Regions from separate parts of the Gossypium arboreum genome. Here all the other regions are linked to region 3. A link is a contact called in public Hi-C data. All regions are on one chromosome and are shown on one strand. Each heading gives the region's core, a stretch centred on a gene start, on an enhancer-like site or on the middle of the called end of the contact. The rest is flanking DNA. Distances are from core to core; before and after follow the strand shown. Region 1 holds the start of LOC108468217 (pentatricopeptide repeat-containing protein At5g01110). Region 2 has its middle 28 kb from the start of LOC108487660. Region 3 holds the start of LOC108483376 (protein LATERAL ROOT PRIMORDIUM 1-like).

Evidence for each region. A called contact is a pair of places that touch in the nucleus more often than the background predicts.
Region 1: a Hi-C map of leaf shows a contact between it and region 3, with 3 times the contacts expected there. The contact joins the promoter of LOC108468217 here to the promoter of LOC108483376 in region 3. A contact is called at or near these places in 3 of 5 Hi-C or Micro-C datasets (all in leaf).
Region 2: a Hi-C map of leaf shows a contact between it and region 3, with 2.9 times the contacts expected there. The contact joins the enhancer-like site here to the promoter of LOC108483376 in region 3. A contact is called at or near these places in 2 of 5 Hi-C or Micro-C datasets (both in leaf).

What each region holds. Positions count from the first base shown.
Region 1 is chr7:81,036,152-81,039,210 of ASM2569848v2, reverse strand. It overlaps LOC108468217 (pentatricopeptide repeat-containing protein At5g01110), which reads right to left and starts at 1,809. Exons shown (of 3, transcript XM_017769117.2): 1 at 1,625-1,809; 2 at 1-1,531. The coding sequence starts at 1,456.
Region 2 is chr7:81,114,661-81,117,922 of ASM2569848v2, reverse strand. No RefSeq gene overlaps it. Among protein-coding and RNA genes, the nearest start is that of LOC108487660, 28 kb to the right of the region's middle. Within about 2 kb of position 1,287, at least 1 of the 2 cell types and tissues checked has an H3K27ac peak or open chromatin away from gene starts, as enhancers often do. A contact at or near this core is called in leaf, where this site is marked.
Region 3 is chr7:81,249,307-81,252,303 of ASM2569848v2, reverse strand. It overlaps LOC108483376 (protein LATERAL ROOT PRIMORDIUM 1-like), which reads right to left and starts at 1,595. Exons shown (of 2, transcript XM_017786740.2): 1 at 1-1,595. The coding sequence starts at 359.

The sequences.
Region 1 (3,059 bases), core at 560-3,059, 210 kb after region 3:
TTAGAGCTTTATTCATATTTCCATCCTTACAATGTCCATGGATGAGTGTTGTGAAAGTATAAAAATCAGGAAAAACACCCCTTTCTGTCATCTCATGCAATAGATTGTCTGCTTCAGTGAGCATCTTCTCCTTGCACAACCCATTCAAAATGGTATTGTAAGTAACAACATCCATATTACATCCCTTTTCTAGCATTTCATCCCTGATCTTCAAAGCTTCCAACATCGCATGATTTCTGCAATACCCATCTATAAGAATAGTATAAATTACATTATCTGGAACCAAGCCAGCTCTCTTCATATTATTAAAATAGTCTAATGCCTGATCAAGATGTCTATTTCTACAAAATACCCCAATAAGTGAACTAAAGCTAACCAAATCCGGAATAACACCTCGATGCAACATTTCATTGAAAATGTCTTCTGCTTCTGATATATTATTTTTTCTGCAACTCTCAACAAGCAAAGTATTATAGGTAGTAGTATCAGGACTCAACCCTATCCGTAGCATCTCATTTAAAATTTCTTTTGCTCTTTCAAAGTTCCCTCTCTTGCATAAACCATACACAATTGAATTATAAGTAAAAAGGCCTGGTTTCAACCCTTTATTTGACATGGATTTCATCAACCCAAAGGCTTCTTCCAAATGCCCTTCACGGCAATACGCATTAATCATTGTATTGTATGTCACAATATCAGAATAAATTCCCTTCTCTTTCATTTCTGATAAAAGAGATTTAATACAACTGATCTTTCCATCTTTACACAAAGCATTAACCATAATATTTAATGTATAAACATTTAACTCAACCCCAGCTCTAACAACTTCATTATACACTTGCCAAGCCAAATCAACCCATCCAACCTTCACTAATCCACCAAGAAGACTATTACAGGCATTAATAGAAACACAAAAACCTTTACTTCTCAAAATCATAAAGGCCTCGGATCCTTCTCTTAACTTCCTAGCTTGCACATAAGACCTAATTAACAAATCAAAAACAGAATCATTTGACCCAAAATTTCCACATGTGGAAACCAAAGACTCCACAATTTCAACACGTGAAACCCCACTTTTCCTAACCATCCTAAGAACCAAAGCCTGTGCATCAGACAACCTTCCACATCTCACAAGAACATGAATCATTGCACTTAAGGACATCGAAGAATGCTTAAAATTCGAGCAATTAAGCACAATAAAATCAACAAATCTTTTACCCAATTGCAAATTCTCACGGCAGTGCAAAAGAACCTCAACGACGATCAACGGGTTTATTCGAAATCGATAATTATGCAAAGAGTTCGCATTACCTTGCTTTAAACTGAACAGAATCTTCTCCACCATGAACGAAACCGGTTCTCCATTTGATGGGGTTTGTAGGGTTTGTAAAGTTCTAAGAAATTTGTGGGTAGCTGAAGTCTTGAGAGGGAGATTTCGAAAGAGTAGCCGTGACATGAGTGATTTTGCGTAGGTTTCAAACCTTTTGCATCAATTTTGCAAGCTGTTCAATCTGGCACTGCATAATCGAAGCTACATTAACGAAAGCAGCAAATATACGAATCAATTATACCATGTGCTTTATCAATTATCTTACAGTATAAAGCTAACAGAGCTTTGGCTTACATTTTTTGTAGCTGAGATTGACCATTTAAGAACGGAGTCTGTGATGTCTACACGACTTGACACTGACAAGCATATGGCAGCTATTTAGATTCATTTCGATACGATTGGAGAAGGTCGTTACCACCGATTGAGCCAAAGGGATGTCCTCAAACAAATGTTCTTCATTTTACCCACAAGTTATGTAGAGCTCCTGATTTACCAGCTACGCCCCTATAATTTAATTTAAGTTACAAATTGGTCACTGAATTATTGATAAATTTATAATTTAGTTACTCAAATATTAATAAATTCACAATTCGGTCACTCCTAATATAATTTAATAAATTTCTAATTGAAACACCAAATATATTTCTCTCAACCAAATAAAAAATTTTAAATTCTATCAACTAAACTAAAAAAAAAAAATCATTCTCAATAGTGTGTTAACTAGTATAAATATTTGAAGGAAATCAGCAAATTTGAGTAGTGATATGGGTTTTATCTTCTTCATTGATTTGGGCCTAACCATTGATATGAAAAACAATACCTCGCAACCTTCTACGCATCATTATTTTATCTAATTAATAGCCAAAGAGATTGTCTTGTAATTAAAGACTTATTATTTCATTTTATATTTCATCAATTCTTCTTTTTCATGTATGCATAATTACAATTTTCGCTCGTAATCTTTTTGGAAATAATTAATTTAGTCCTCTCTTTTCTTTTCAGCCCTCAAACTATTATTATTATTTTTTAAATTATCCATAATTGGATGGAAAAATTAATAGTATTGTTAATTTGCTTACGTGGATGCCACATGGATGGCCACATGTGCTACTTGCTGGTAAATTAATTAAAATTTTCAAAAAAATTGTAAAAATTATAAAAAAAAAGTTAAAATAAAAATATTTTGGAGAGAGAAAGGAAAACGTGTCTTACAGGGCACATTTTCATTGATGTAATAGTGAAAACGTGTCCTGTAGATGCGTTTTCAAGAGAGAGAATAAAAATGCGTCCTATAAGACGTGTTTTCACTTTGGTAAAAATTGTTTTTTTCTTCTTCTTTTTTCCTTACGGTTGGAAATTAAAAGTTTGTAGATTTATTTTTGTCCGTATTTGAGATAAACATGGTTATAGTTTTAATGAATGTTTGAATTTACAGTAGTGTCATGGAGTTGGGTGACCTACAAATTTCATCTGTCATGTGAGTATGAAGTCATCAATTATGAAGCTGAATCGCTTTGCAACTGAAGGTCCCAATTGGCAGTGATTATACGGTTTAGGGTCAACGTGTAATTACGGCTTCAAGTTTACAAATGTTATGTTGTCAAGGGATGGAGCATAAATGGGGTCGTAGTTGACAGTGGTTATGCGGACACAACAACTAGTTTTCCCTCATTAGAGGAGGATGCTTAATAAAACTCAAACAAGCGTACGAAGAAGAAAAACGTAGTGG
Region 2 (3,262 bases), core at 38-2,537, 130 kb after region 3:
TTTTAATTAATAAATATTTTTTCAAAATTTTCAATTTGTCTTTATAATTAATAATTCTTTTATTTATATAAATAAAATAATAAATATAGTCATGATTCATATTAAAAAATGATCTTCATGTTCAAAATGATAAAATTACCATTTAAACTTTCATTTTTTAAAAAATTATAGACTAATATAATTATAAAATTACACTTTCATTTTCAAAATTTATATTTCATTTTACTCTTCTTAAAATGTTTTTTTACTTCAACTTATTAAATATTTTATAAAAATAATTAATTCTTACATTAAAAATTTAGTGTTAGTTGATTCTTCTCCAAGCCTTTTTGGCTTTTCTATAAAGATACCTAAAATTTTTATTATTTATGAAAATGACCCATCCTGAAAATTATGTACGTAAATGACTCATTTTGAACAATAAATCCTTATTCTATTGTTGTCATTGGCGACATCACCCATATAATCACCCAATGATTGGCCCCTTAAAATAAAAAATGATTTCTTTGGATGTCGTCATTGACATTGGCGGCATCAGTATAAGTACACGTATATTCATCCATTTAAAATATCTGTATTCGCTAAAAAAAGAAGAAAAATACTTTTAATAGGTCGTCAATGTCAACAGCCCCACAAAAAAATTTAAAATTTTTAATTCGAGTGTTGTTAATGTCAATGACACCACAAAAAAAATTCAAATTTTTTTCACGGGTGTCGCCAATGTCAATGGCACCGCCATAAACACTATTTCAAAAAAAATATTGGTGCCACCAATGATTAAATTTTTTTCAGGATATACGAGTATTTTAAATCAGTGAATGTACGTTTACTTATACTGGTGCCAACAATGTCAACGAAGACACCTAAATAAATTACTTTTTAATGCCATGAGCCAATCATTGGCTAATCATCATGAGTGATGCTGCCAATGGTAACAGCATCACTGTAGTTTATTATTTAAAACGAGTCATTTATATACATGGTTTTCAAAATGTGTCATTTTCATAAATAATAAAAAGTTTTGGGTCATTTTTATAAAAAAAAACCTTTTTTTTTTCTTTGAACTGGGTTTTATGATGCTATTTAGATGTAATATTGGAATACTAATATCATATTTATGCAATTCTTTTTAAAAAAAAACTAAAACTATCTTCTGTCAAAAATTACTTAAGTGGTCCCTCCTAAGTGAAAAGCGTAAATCTATAGCTCTTTTGCAGGTGAAAATGATGGGAAAGGCTTTGGAGAAATCAATGGCCCCTACCCTCTTCTCCCCAGCCAAATATCTTTGGTGATTTTCATTTTGGAGGGTTTAGGCTTAGTTTGGGCCCTGCCTTAGGGGGTGGCTCTCTGTACTACATGACTCAGCTCTGAAACTTCAGTAAGATTTTGTAATGTTCCCGCTTCAGGAACATTTTATTTTTATTTTTGGATAAATTGCAATATAAATCATAAATGGACCATTTATGTTTTAATTTTTTTATCACTTAACTTTTAGAATTTTCAAAATTAGGTTTTTTTTCATTTCTGTTAAGTGTTGTTGAATATTTTGACCAAAGGATATGATGCCCATTAAAAAAAAAAAGTATCATCAACTTTTATATATTTTACCAATTTATTTATAAATTTTTAAAAAATTACATACTATCTCAATTTAACCAATTTTTAAAATACATAAAAATGGACCAAATTGGCTAGGAATGATGGAGAGAGGATGGCGAGGGAATTATTGACACTTTTTGGATTGAAAAATGACGTTGGCAAGACTGAAGTAGTGGTTGCCAAGGTAGAGTTTTTGATGTTTTAAAATTGTTACTAGCAAATTAAACAAAGTGATTAGGAGTGATAGAGAAGTGGGTGTTTCTTGGACACCAAATCTAGAACATATAAAAATTATTTATATAGTTCGATTTTTTTACATTTGTGGAGTTTAACTTAGTGAAAAATATTCACTCTTTTTAATAATTACAACAAATGAATCTAATCTATCATACACCCCATGATAATTTTCCTCACCTTTTCATGTTAAAGATTAATACTTTCACCACTAAATTCACTCTTGTAATTCAACAAATAAAACCACAACACAAAAAGTTTTACTATTAATATGCATTCATATAAAAATTCCTCACTTGAACAAATTTAGTGCTCTTAATTCAAGTTACAATAACATATACATGTTTTTCAATTTATAAAGAATATTTCGAGAGTTGCTAACATAAAATCTATAACAATCCCATTAAAACAATAATACAATAACTTATTTACAATCTAATAATAGAACATAAATCAGATGTGGGCTCTTATCAGCTAATCTCATAGAGTTTTAATCCAATTCAAATGTCTATTGTTAAGTGACCAACTTGGGTGACTTGGTTTCGATCCAATCTCTAATTTGAATTTCCCAAGTAATATGATCTTCATAAATGAGTTAAATATCTTCTAAATAATCAACTCAACCCATTTATCTCGTCTAATAAATTGTCAATACTAAAATATGGAAACTATCATAGTTTTAATGCTGGAGAAGTGGGCACTTCACTAACATTTGATCCTAATTTCATATTTTTCAAATAATTTCATTATTGATAGTTTTTGATACCCAATTGTTTTTAAAATATGTAATATTATACATGTTTTGGGCTGGAATAGAAGGATATGAATGGTAGGTTTTGACAGAAGAATTCACCTTAATGAATGTTAACCTCAAAATTATTAATAAGAGGATTAGAATATTTAGTAAAGTTACTAACCTGTTTAAGTGCTTCAATGCTTTTTGATGTAACAATGAATCAACTTATTATTGGAACTTCTCAAACTCAATATTGTAAATACCTTGAACTTGATGAATGCAGTTAAGTTCATTACCCCATGGCTTTTATCTACCACTTAATAGTTCAAAGTGAACAACCACTAATATACATATATTTGCACATGTATATCAGCATTAATCAAAGGAACATGCAAATAGAACCCATTTCTGGTAGAGTTTAACAGGTTATAATCTACCTGTTTTTGTTTCTTTCTTGTGAGTTATGATAAAATTTTACTACCACTAATCACCATTTGCTATTAATGAACAGAAAGTTTGGTACCAAATTCTGATAGCAGAGCTAAGTTTAATGGAAAAACACAGAAACTTGAATGGGAATGAAGTAGAAGGGAAAGACATCTAGTTAAAAGTTTATTTATTTATTTTTAATATATATATTTGAAGTATATATATTTGAAAATATTTCTGTATTATACATATTTGAATCTGTTT
Region 3 (2,997 bases), core at 346-2,845:
CCGCCACCACTGGTTTGTATCAAATTCATGGAAGAATTGTTATTGTCAAGGATTGAAGATGGTTTTTTAAGATAATTAGGAGAGGTTTGGTTCTGCCATAACTGCATCCCACTGAGTTTGTTACGACCACTGTTATTCACTAAATCAGAATCTTCCATATTTTGAGGAGCTAAGCATGGAGATGCTGTAAGGAGTGGGAAAACACCAACGCCAACACCAAGTGCCGTGGCAGCATTTTGACCGTTGATTTGATCATTTCCGATGATGGGATCTTGAGCATGGTGGTGATGGTGATGGTGATGATGGTTAAAAGACGCAGGAGCAACAACAACGAAATCGCGGAGACCAACCATCCCCATTTCAGAAGGAAGCCCGTAGTTGAGTGGACGAGCTGAGGGTGGCCATTGAGCGCTGGTGGATCCAGGTGGAGCAGCCACCGCGGCAGCCGCGTTTGCGTTGAAGCCAAGGGACAGGTCATCGGGGCCAGCTCGGATTGCTGCGGACGATGATGTCGCCCAATCTGCAAAGGCTCCTGAGTCTGAAGGTAGCTGCCTTCTTGTGGTAGCCACAATGACAACGATAATAACGAAATTATATAGATAAAGACGTCTCCTTCAATTGCTGAAAACTCAATCTTTACAAACATAAAACATAATCAAGAGTAAAAGTCAAGTTTCAATATGAAAAAGGAAAACAAGGGAAAAACCAAAAAAGAAAAGATGGAGAGAAGTGGAGAAAGAAGATATCTCTCTATTTAGGTGTTATATGAGTTAGAGAGAAGGGGGAAAGGGTGGGGTCGAATCTCTGAAATTGTAACAGAAGAAGATAAAAAGAAAGAGAAAGAGATCTTCTTTGTTGGGTGGCTTTCCAATTAGTGAACAGCACAGCAAGCAGAATTGTTTATTTCTTTTTTTTTTTTTGGCTCTCCTTTGCCTTCTGCCATTAATCTGCTAGCTATACTGAAAGAGATTGCGAGTTTTCTGTTAGCTTAGCTGCGGCTACTGCTACTGTCACTTTGACTCAGTTCCCTTCTGGGTTAACTAAAACATATAATAGGAAGGAGGAAAAAAATTTGAAAGGAAATCAAATGAAAGCCCCAAGCCAAGCTGAAACTACTGGTCTTCTGAAACTACTGCAGTCTTGTAGTAATATAAGATAACAAAAAAACATATGTATTAGGATGAAGTAACGAAACGAGCCTTTTCTTCTGTTGTCTTTCTTTATTTCTTATATATATGTATGTTTCTTCTTCAGTAGTTGTTTGTTGCCGACCTTTCTCTTCCAGTCCACATCTTTTCCTTCATCAGCTACATGTTCTTTGTTTATTTTTAATTTGGTTTGTTCCTTTTATTTACTAGAAAGCAATACTGAGGTGGGTTCCTCTCTACCTCTCACTCCCTTTTGCTTTGCTTTCTCTCTCCCTCTCTCTCCAATAATCACACGCTAACTATAGAATGAATGATGAGAAAAAAGGGTATAAAGACTTTTGTTCTTTAGTTTTTGTAATTTTTTGCGCCCTCTTTAAACTCACCTCACTGTCCACCTTTCCATGGAGTGCTCGGTTTCATAAATTCGACCCGGATTACACTAAATGCTCAAGTTAGAGCATAATTTTTCAAGGGTGTCTCATTTTAAAATAAGATGTATAACAATTGAAAATAAAATTAAAGAATAAAAACATAATTTGAAACATGCTTTATAATAATCGAGAAATTCTTATTTGGGCAAATTTAGTCTTTATTTAATATTTTAGAAGGCTTAACCTTTATTTAAACATTTTTATAGATATTAGATTCTTATATAATCATTTTAAAATATTTAGTGCATATGTGAATAATCTCAACCTAAATTTAAATAAAAATTATTTTATAATTTAATTTGATTTCATTAATAAATTTTATCTATATTTTAAATGATAATACAAGATTTGAAATCAATCTAAATGTATTGAAGTGACACTGCCTTGTTTTGTCCTAGTGGAAACACAAGTTCAAATTCTAGCGACCATACATTTGACTTAATGAAGAATAGTTTCAAGTTTAAGTTAACACTCAGGGTAAAACAAATGAATCTATCTAATTTATAAACTCTAAATTTGAATATCATAGTAATCCTTCCATTATATTTTAGATTGTATTTTGGTCTTTTTATTAAAAATTAGATAAATTAATCACTTTATGTTAGATGAACGAGTAAAATAATCTCCTCATTAAAATTTTATTTCAAATGTTTATTTTTGTTGTTTTATATATAAAACATAATAGCAAATTAAACCCTTAATATTTATACATTTATTCAATTTGACACTTACCTCAAATTCATTATTAATGTGACACTATTTTGTATTATTTGCCACCTCAAAAATAATTTTAAAGTAAAAATAAAATTCAAAAATAATAAATAAAAGTTATAATTCTAAAATGAAAAAGCTCCTTAAAATAAAAAAATTTAAATTTATAATAAAAATGAAAATAATTTTAAAATTACAAAAAATCCAAGATTTATGAAAAAAATCTTCAAAGGTATTTTAATTCGATATTCAATAAAACATTTCGAAATTTAAAATTAATTAAATCGTCCTCAATAGATTTAAGGAGGATTTAGTTCGTCTCCAACAGTTATTCTTTAAAATTTTATCTTTCAAAAATTTAGGAACGAATATAAATAATCATCCTTTATAAGGATGAATTTCGTCCCTAAAACATTATCGACGAATATCCCCAAATTCATAGAAACATAGGGACAAATATCAACCCTAATTCTTTGGAGATGAATATCATCCCAAAATTAATAAAAAATACAAAAAATTTTAAGGAGGTTATTTCTCTCTAAAAAAATATTCTTTATAACACATTCTCAAAATATTAATTTTTATTTAATAATTAACTACTGTAATTTTAAATCTAGTAGTACGAATTCTTAAGAAAAAAAAGGTAATTATCTACATTTACGTAAAATAAAATAAATAAAATCCACAATATTAAATTCTATTGAAAT